2 separate regions of the Mus musculus genome follow, and region 1 is linked to region 2. The links are chromatin contacts, called in public Hi-C maps. All regions are on one chromosome and are shown on one strand. The core of a region is the stretch at or near the end of the contact, and the rest is flanking DNA. Distances in the headings are between cores, read along the strand shown. Region 1 overlaps Cdh22 (cadherin 22). Region 2 holds the start of 1700025C18Rik (RIKEN cDNA 1700025C18 gene).

Region 1 (3,184 bases), core at 366-2,865, 41 kb after region 2:
TGCTTCTGTCCACCCTTCTGCAGGCCAAGAAAACCACATCTGATCAGAGCGCTCTTCTGCCTGAAGATTTGCGCTAGCTCCCTAACACCCCAGCTTCCGGATCCACAGAGGACACACATTCACAGAGGACATGCAAGACCCTTCCTGTGCGGGCTAGCAAATGTCTGCAGGCCCTCCTCAGCTCCCTGCTCCAGCCATGTGCATCTCTCTGTTCTCAGAGGGGTCTCTAAGCCTCCCAGCTTTGGCTCACAGGAAGAGAAAAATCCCAGATCTTAAAAAACCATTCCTAGAGGGATGGCTCAGAGTTTAAGAGTATTGATGCTCTACCAGAGGTCCTGAGTTCAATTCCCAGCAACCACATGGTGGCTCATAACCATTTGTAATGGGATCTGGTGCCTTCTTCTGGCCTGCAGGCATACATGTAGGAAGAATGCTGTATATATATAAATAAATAAATCTTAAAAACAAAAACAAACTTTCTCTCCCAGAGACACACCTTGGAATCCCCCTTTTCTGTCCCTCAGTGGTCAGCCAGTCCTTCCCAAAGCCCCTAGATTTCACTCTAGGCTCCCCTGCCCCGTCCTCTGTCCCCTCCTCTGCCCTGTCTCCTGCACTGTTCCCTGCTCTCCTGGGAATTCAGGTAAGCCACTGCCCAGCTTGTTTAGCAAGAAATTCCCATGAGGTATTAGACAAACAGTCCCTGACTGGGTGGACACAGGGAAGATTCCCTGGAGGAAGCCTTGGAGCCCTACCTACGATGACCTCTCCTCCTGACCTGCTCATTCCCGAGCCTTGTGCTCCCCCCACAGTGCTCCAAGGAGCACTGGACAGAGAGAATCAATTTGAAAGTCAATCATTTCTTCTTTGACTTCTCCTTCCTTGTGTGAAATGGAGTATGGGGAAACTGGGCCACCATCTCTGACATCCCCCTGCCTCAGATTCCTTCCATGGCTATTAATAACACCTGCTAAGTATCTGTCAGGCACCTTACCGGAACCGAACAAATGCGATTTCTGAACTCAGGGGGGATTTTCGTTTTATACGTGACACTGATCAATGCCTTTGAATAAACAGAGGCCACCACAGTCTCCTGTTTCTGTCCCTCCTGCCCTCCAATGGGGCAAGGAGTTACAGCCAACTTAAAGAAGGGAGGACAAGGCAGGAAGAGGAGTCAGGTGGCAGCTCACAGAGCCAGGACCACACAAAGGGAACCTTTCTCATTGTCCCATGCGTCTGAACGCATGTGTGAGATGTGACTTGGCCTAGGGTGACCCTCGTGGGCTGCTTCCAACGGACCTAGGCAACTCCTTGTCATGGCCACTCAGCTACCTTCCTTGCTGGCCAGCTGTGAGCTGATGACCCTGGCGGAGCCTGCTACATGCACCCTCACGTCTAACCCCTCTACCCCATCCTTGGCTCTCACGTTCCCCCTCCCCCTCAGGACTCTCCCTTTACAACTGCCCTTTCCACCGAAGGATCCAGACACAAATTGTACTTTAAATTCAATATTGGTCATTAATATTTCATGATTACAAAACGTTAAAGATAATGTCAGTGGAAGGCGCGCCTGCATGGGAAGGATGGATGACTCAGAGGTTCGGGAGAGAGGAGCCAGCATACTAAGTGGGCCCAAGCCTTTGAGGTAATCCAGCGTGACAGGCGGCTGCTCTGGCTGAGGGCGACATCCTCAGAGGGGCTCGTAGAGCGCTGCAGCGTGTATAAATATTTCCCCTCTGATCCTTGTCACCTCTTGTTTGTTCCGCCTGGAAGCAGGTGGGGCTGTGTGACCCCTTTGCTCATCTCTGGTTGTTTCTGAGGGAGCTGTGAGAACACCTTAGCAGGAGGACACAGGAGCTGAGGGTGGAGCCAATGGGTGTGTGTGTGTGTGTGTGTGTGTGTGTGTGTGTGTGTCTGCACCTGGGCTCAGACAGACTTCTGGTGTGAAGGACTGGGGTCACCCTGGGCTTGCATGGACTTGCTCTGTGGATTGGGGCCTCAGTTTCCTCATTTGTGAAGCAGATATGACCACTCTTCATTAGAGATGGCTTGAAGGTGGTGTGAGTAGGGGTGACACAGATTGTGTGTGTGTGTGTGTGTGTGTGTGTGTGTGTGTGTGAGAGAGAGAGAGAGAGAGAGAGAGAGAGTTTGTGTGAGTGTTCATGTTTGTGAGTTTGTGTGTGTTTATGAGTTTGTGCACATTTGTGAGTTTGTGTGTGTGTTTATGAGTTTGTGTGTTTGTGTGGGAGTGTGTGTGTGCATGTGCACGTGTATATTTGTGTGTGTGTGTGCATGTATGTTTTGTCAGGGATTGACGTCACTGTCTTCTCTATGACTCTCTGCTTATATGTTAAGGCCAGGTCTCCCACTTGAACTCAGATTTGCCAGTTTGGCTAGTCTAGCTGGTTACTCCTTCTGGAGGTTTCTTGTCTCTTCCTCATGAGCAACTGGGGTTACAGATGGCCTGCCACACCATTTTATGTAGGTGCTGGAGATATGAAATCTGGCCCTCACTTTTGCATGGCAAACACTCTTTCCACTGAGTCATCTCTCTAACCTTACTTTTTATTGTGTGTATATGTGTGTGTGTGTATGTGTGTGTGTGTGTGTGTGTGTGTGTGTGTGTGTGTGTGTGTGTGTGTAGTGGCACATACACGCCACAGTACACCAGTGCGGTTGATCAGGGGAAAATTTGCAGGAGTTGGTTCTCACCTTCTATCTCATGTGTCCCAGGGACTGAACTTGGGTTGTCATTCTTTAAGGCAAGCTCCTTCCCCTCTGAGCCATCCTCCTGGCCCTTTACTTTTGACACAGGGTCTCTCATTGAACCTAGGATTTGCCAATTCATCTAGGCTGGCTAGCCAGTAGCTCCATAGCACCAGAAATTTGCTGGTCTCCACCTCCTGACACTGGGACTATGCCATCATATGCGCCTTTTATGTAAAAACTTGGGACCTGAACTTAGAAAGCACTGAGCCATCTCCCCAGCCCCAGTCCAAGAAAATGTGACTAGGGCACAAGACAGGGAGAGCTGAGCTCTGGAGTCAGACAGGCCAGAGAGGGAAGGGACTTCGTCTGAATGTTTCCTTACCTACATATGAGGGACACTGTAGAACCAACTCCTTAGACATGGAGACCCAGGGACCTCATCACTGTAAAGGGACTGGCCTTCGGTGGGAGGAGAAGG
Region 2 (2,817 bases), core at 256-2,755:
AACTATTGCCATGTCCACTTTACAGAGAGGGAAACTGAGGCCCTCCACATGAATGTAGCTGAGTATCTTCAATAAGCAGGGGGATACCGTCCGGATCTGGATGTCCTTGATCTCTAGGATGCCAGTCACCCTGCTGTTCTGCCAATCAGGTTGTGGGGTTCTCTGGGATGCCCCACCCCCTACCATGTGCCCAGGAACTGCTTGGCTGCCTGTCCCCTCCTGGGCTCATACCACGGAAACCCCATGCAGCGCCTTCTACTCTAGAGGGATATATATTATCTAAATTTGATAAGACAACTTAATTTCACTCCGTGTCTGTTACCGGCGATAAAACCAGCAGACTTTTATGACCCAGCGTCCTCAGCAAGATTGTCAGGAACTTATTATACAAGGTCTAACTGGATTTCTCTCTGCAGATGGCGAGGAGCCGCGGGCTGGAACGCGCTGTGGCCGCATACTGGGGGGAGAGATGCAAAGTGCTTGCTCCGTAGGCTGAGATAAGGCCCCAGCTCCCTGGGATCCAGGATCAGAACTACCTTGCCAGGCCCTGCAGGGGGATGTGGGGAGGATTTGCCCTGTGAGGGGGGTCGGGAGGATGGGCTCCATGCTGCATTCTCTGAGCCCTGGGAAGGAATGTGGAAGTGTTGAGACTTGGGGTTCAGTTAAGCTGCTCCCCTGAGGTTAGCTAGGTAGCCAGAGTGGGAGGGGTGGGTGGGAGGGGCAGATGTGTTTAGGGGTGAGGTGCATGGGAGGGGGAGGAGAGATTAGGTGGAAGGGGACAGGCTGAGCAGGTCATTGGTCCCTTTGTTTGTTCCTGGCCCGTTGTGTCTCAGTTCCCACCAAGTAGACCCCACCCCTGGCTATGAGGTGCACATCTACACTGCTGTAACAGTGACATTTAGACCCACAGGCGCCTCACTATTTAAAGGTTCAGTTTTCAGCACCCCACATTCAAGGTACTCTGAGACCTCTCAGGCTTGAACTTGCTCACAGTTGGTGGTTGGCTTGGGGGGGGTCTAGGTCTCGGTATGAAATCTAGGCTTGCCTGGAACTTGCCATCCTCCTGCCTCAGCCTCCTGAATGCTGAGATTCGAAGCATGCACCAAGGGGCCTCATATGTTCAACAGTACCAAGTATAGATCTGAAGAATCCAGGATCTGGAGGCCATAGCAATGCTTGCTTCAAGTTCACAGTCCGCGGGCAGATGTTTGCCAGGGTTAGCTTTGGCATGAGCTTGGAACAACTCCAGATGCAGAATCTCCTCCAATTAGGCCGTAGCCCTTTGGCCTGAACACCTCCATTGTGGCTACCAGAAGGTCAGAGGGCTTACCCTAAGATATAGAGGTTCAGCATCAGGTGTGTGGTCACTCTCAGATTCAGGTACCCAAGAGCAAGCACGTGCTGCTCCAAGGCTATTCCCACCCAGCAGGGGGACATGGCTTTTACGCCCCTAACCTGGGAGTCAGGTTGACCAGCCCTTTCCTGCCAGTCCTTGTCCACCAATCCAGTGACTCTGGGCACCTTCCCTAGGCCAGGGAGGCTCTGTGATGCAGTCACATGCTGCTCAGCAACCATGTAATGCCTTGGGTGATTCCGGGCTATGTGAAAGCCAGAGAAAGCAGTGACATAAACCATGGCTTCAGGCAACTTCCTCATATCCTCCTGCTCACTCACTGTCTGAGACACCATTATACACCCCCACAGCTGTCCTGTCCTGTCTCCCTGTCTCCCATTCACCCTTCTGAGGAGGACTCTTTATTAAGGAAGTTTCATCCATCTTGTTCTCTCTCTCTCTCTCTCTCTCTCTCTCTCTCTCTCTCTCTCTCTCTCTGTTTTTCAACACAGGGGTTCTCTTTGAACTCAGACTGGCCTCGAATTCCCAGACATCTGCTTGCCTTTACCTATGCTGGGATTAAAGGCATGCGCTACCATGGCCCAGCCTCATCTTCTTTTACTTGAACCTCCACCCCAGCTGGGTCCCTCCTCACTGAGGTCTGAGGAAAGAGAGTGATACTGACTGTCCTCTGAGTGTCATGGCTGGTCCCAGGGAACCCTCTACATCCTCTCAAGGTAGCTTTTCGTCATGTCCATTTGCAGATAGGCAGAGGAGGCACAGAGAGGTGGGCTCGCTTGTCTAAAGACACATGACCCAGGAGAGAGAGAGAGAGAAAAAATCTCTGCTAGGATCTGCGAGGGAGTTAGGGTATTATCTGGTCCTATTCTCCAAGAGGCTACTGTCTGTGTAGAAGAGCAAGGTGGGCATTACTGTGGATTCTCCACGATGTCACAATGTATTACTTTCAGTAGGTCGGAAGGAGGAGGTGGGGGTGTAGCTTGGATGACACAGTGGTGAGATCAAGGGCCCAAGGCCAGCCACTGGGGGATGTGAACATAAGCTGTCCTTTGCCTGGAGACAGTGACGAATATGCTGGGTGCCAGCATTGGCTGAAGGGCAAACAGAGACAGGGTCCCTGGGTGAGTATGGTTAGGAGTGTGGAGCACCAGAGATCAATGCTAGGCTGGAGGAGCCAAGCTGGGGAGGCCTCTGAATACTAACAGTCTCTAATGACCTGGCTTGTCCCACAAGACACCGTGCAGGCTGGAGCCGGCCTGTCTCCTGGTCCCTGACTCTGCAGGTCCCCGGGTCAGACTTTGGAGCTGAACAAAGAGACTGAGAGCAGAGAGGGTGCCAGCAGCTGGGAGTGTCTGAATCAGACTCCGTTCTTTCTTAGCTGTGTGACCTCAGACAGAGCACTCAGTCTCTCTGAGCCTAGGGCACGTGTACACACAAGCAGAGATGTGTGTCACAGGACTGTG

Evidence for each region. A called contact is a pair of places that touch in the nucleus more often than the background predicts.
Region 1: a contact with region 2 is called in a Hi-C map of the N1E-115 cell line, with 1.8 times the contacts expected there. The contact joins the enhancer-like site here to the promoter of 1700025C18Rik in region 2. A contact is called at or near these places in 2 of 39 promoter capture datasets (the 3T3-L1 cell line and maxillary cranial neural crest), 2 of 484 Hi-C or Micro-C datasets (the AML12 cell line and the N1E-115 cell line), 1 of 115 datasets of contacts at active chromatin or transcription factors (embryonic stem cells) and 2 of 9 other capture datasets (embryonic stem cells and liver).

Annotation. Positions count from the first base shown.
Region 1 is chr2:165,129,961-165,133,144 of GRCm38.p6, forward strand. All of the region lies in intron 8 of Cdh22 (cadherin 22), which reads right to left. Among named protein-coding and RNA genes, the nearest start is that of Gm36690, 26 kb to the left of the region's middle. Within about 2 kb of position 1,616, at least 13 of the 459 cell types and tissues checked have an H3K27ac peak or open chromatin away from gene starts, as enhancers often do. A contact at or near this core is called in the N1E-115 cell line, where this site is marked.
Region 2 is chr2:165,089,245-165,092,061 of GRCm38.p6, forward strand. It overlaps 1700025C18Rik (RIKEN cDNA 1700025C18 gene), which reads right to left and starts at 1,506. Exons shown (of 3, transcript NR_033448.1): 1 at 1,456-1,506; 2 at 1,046-1,331.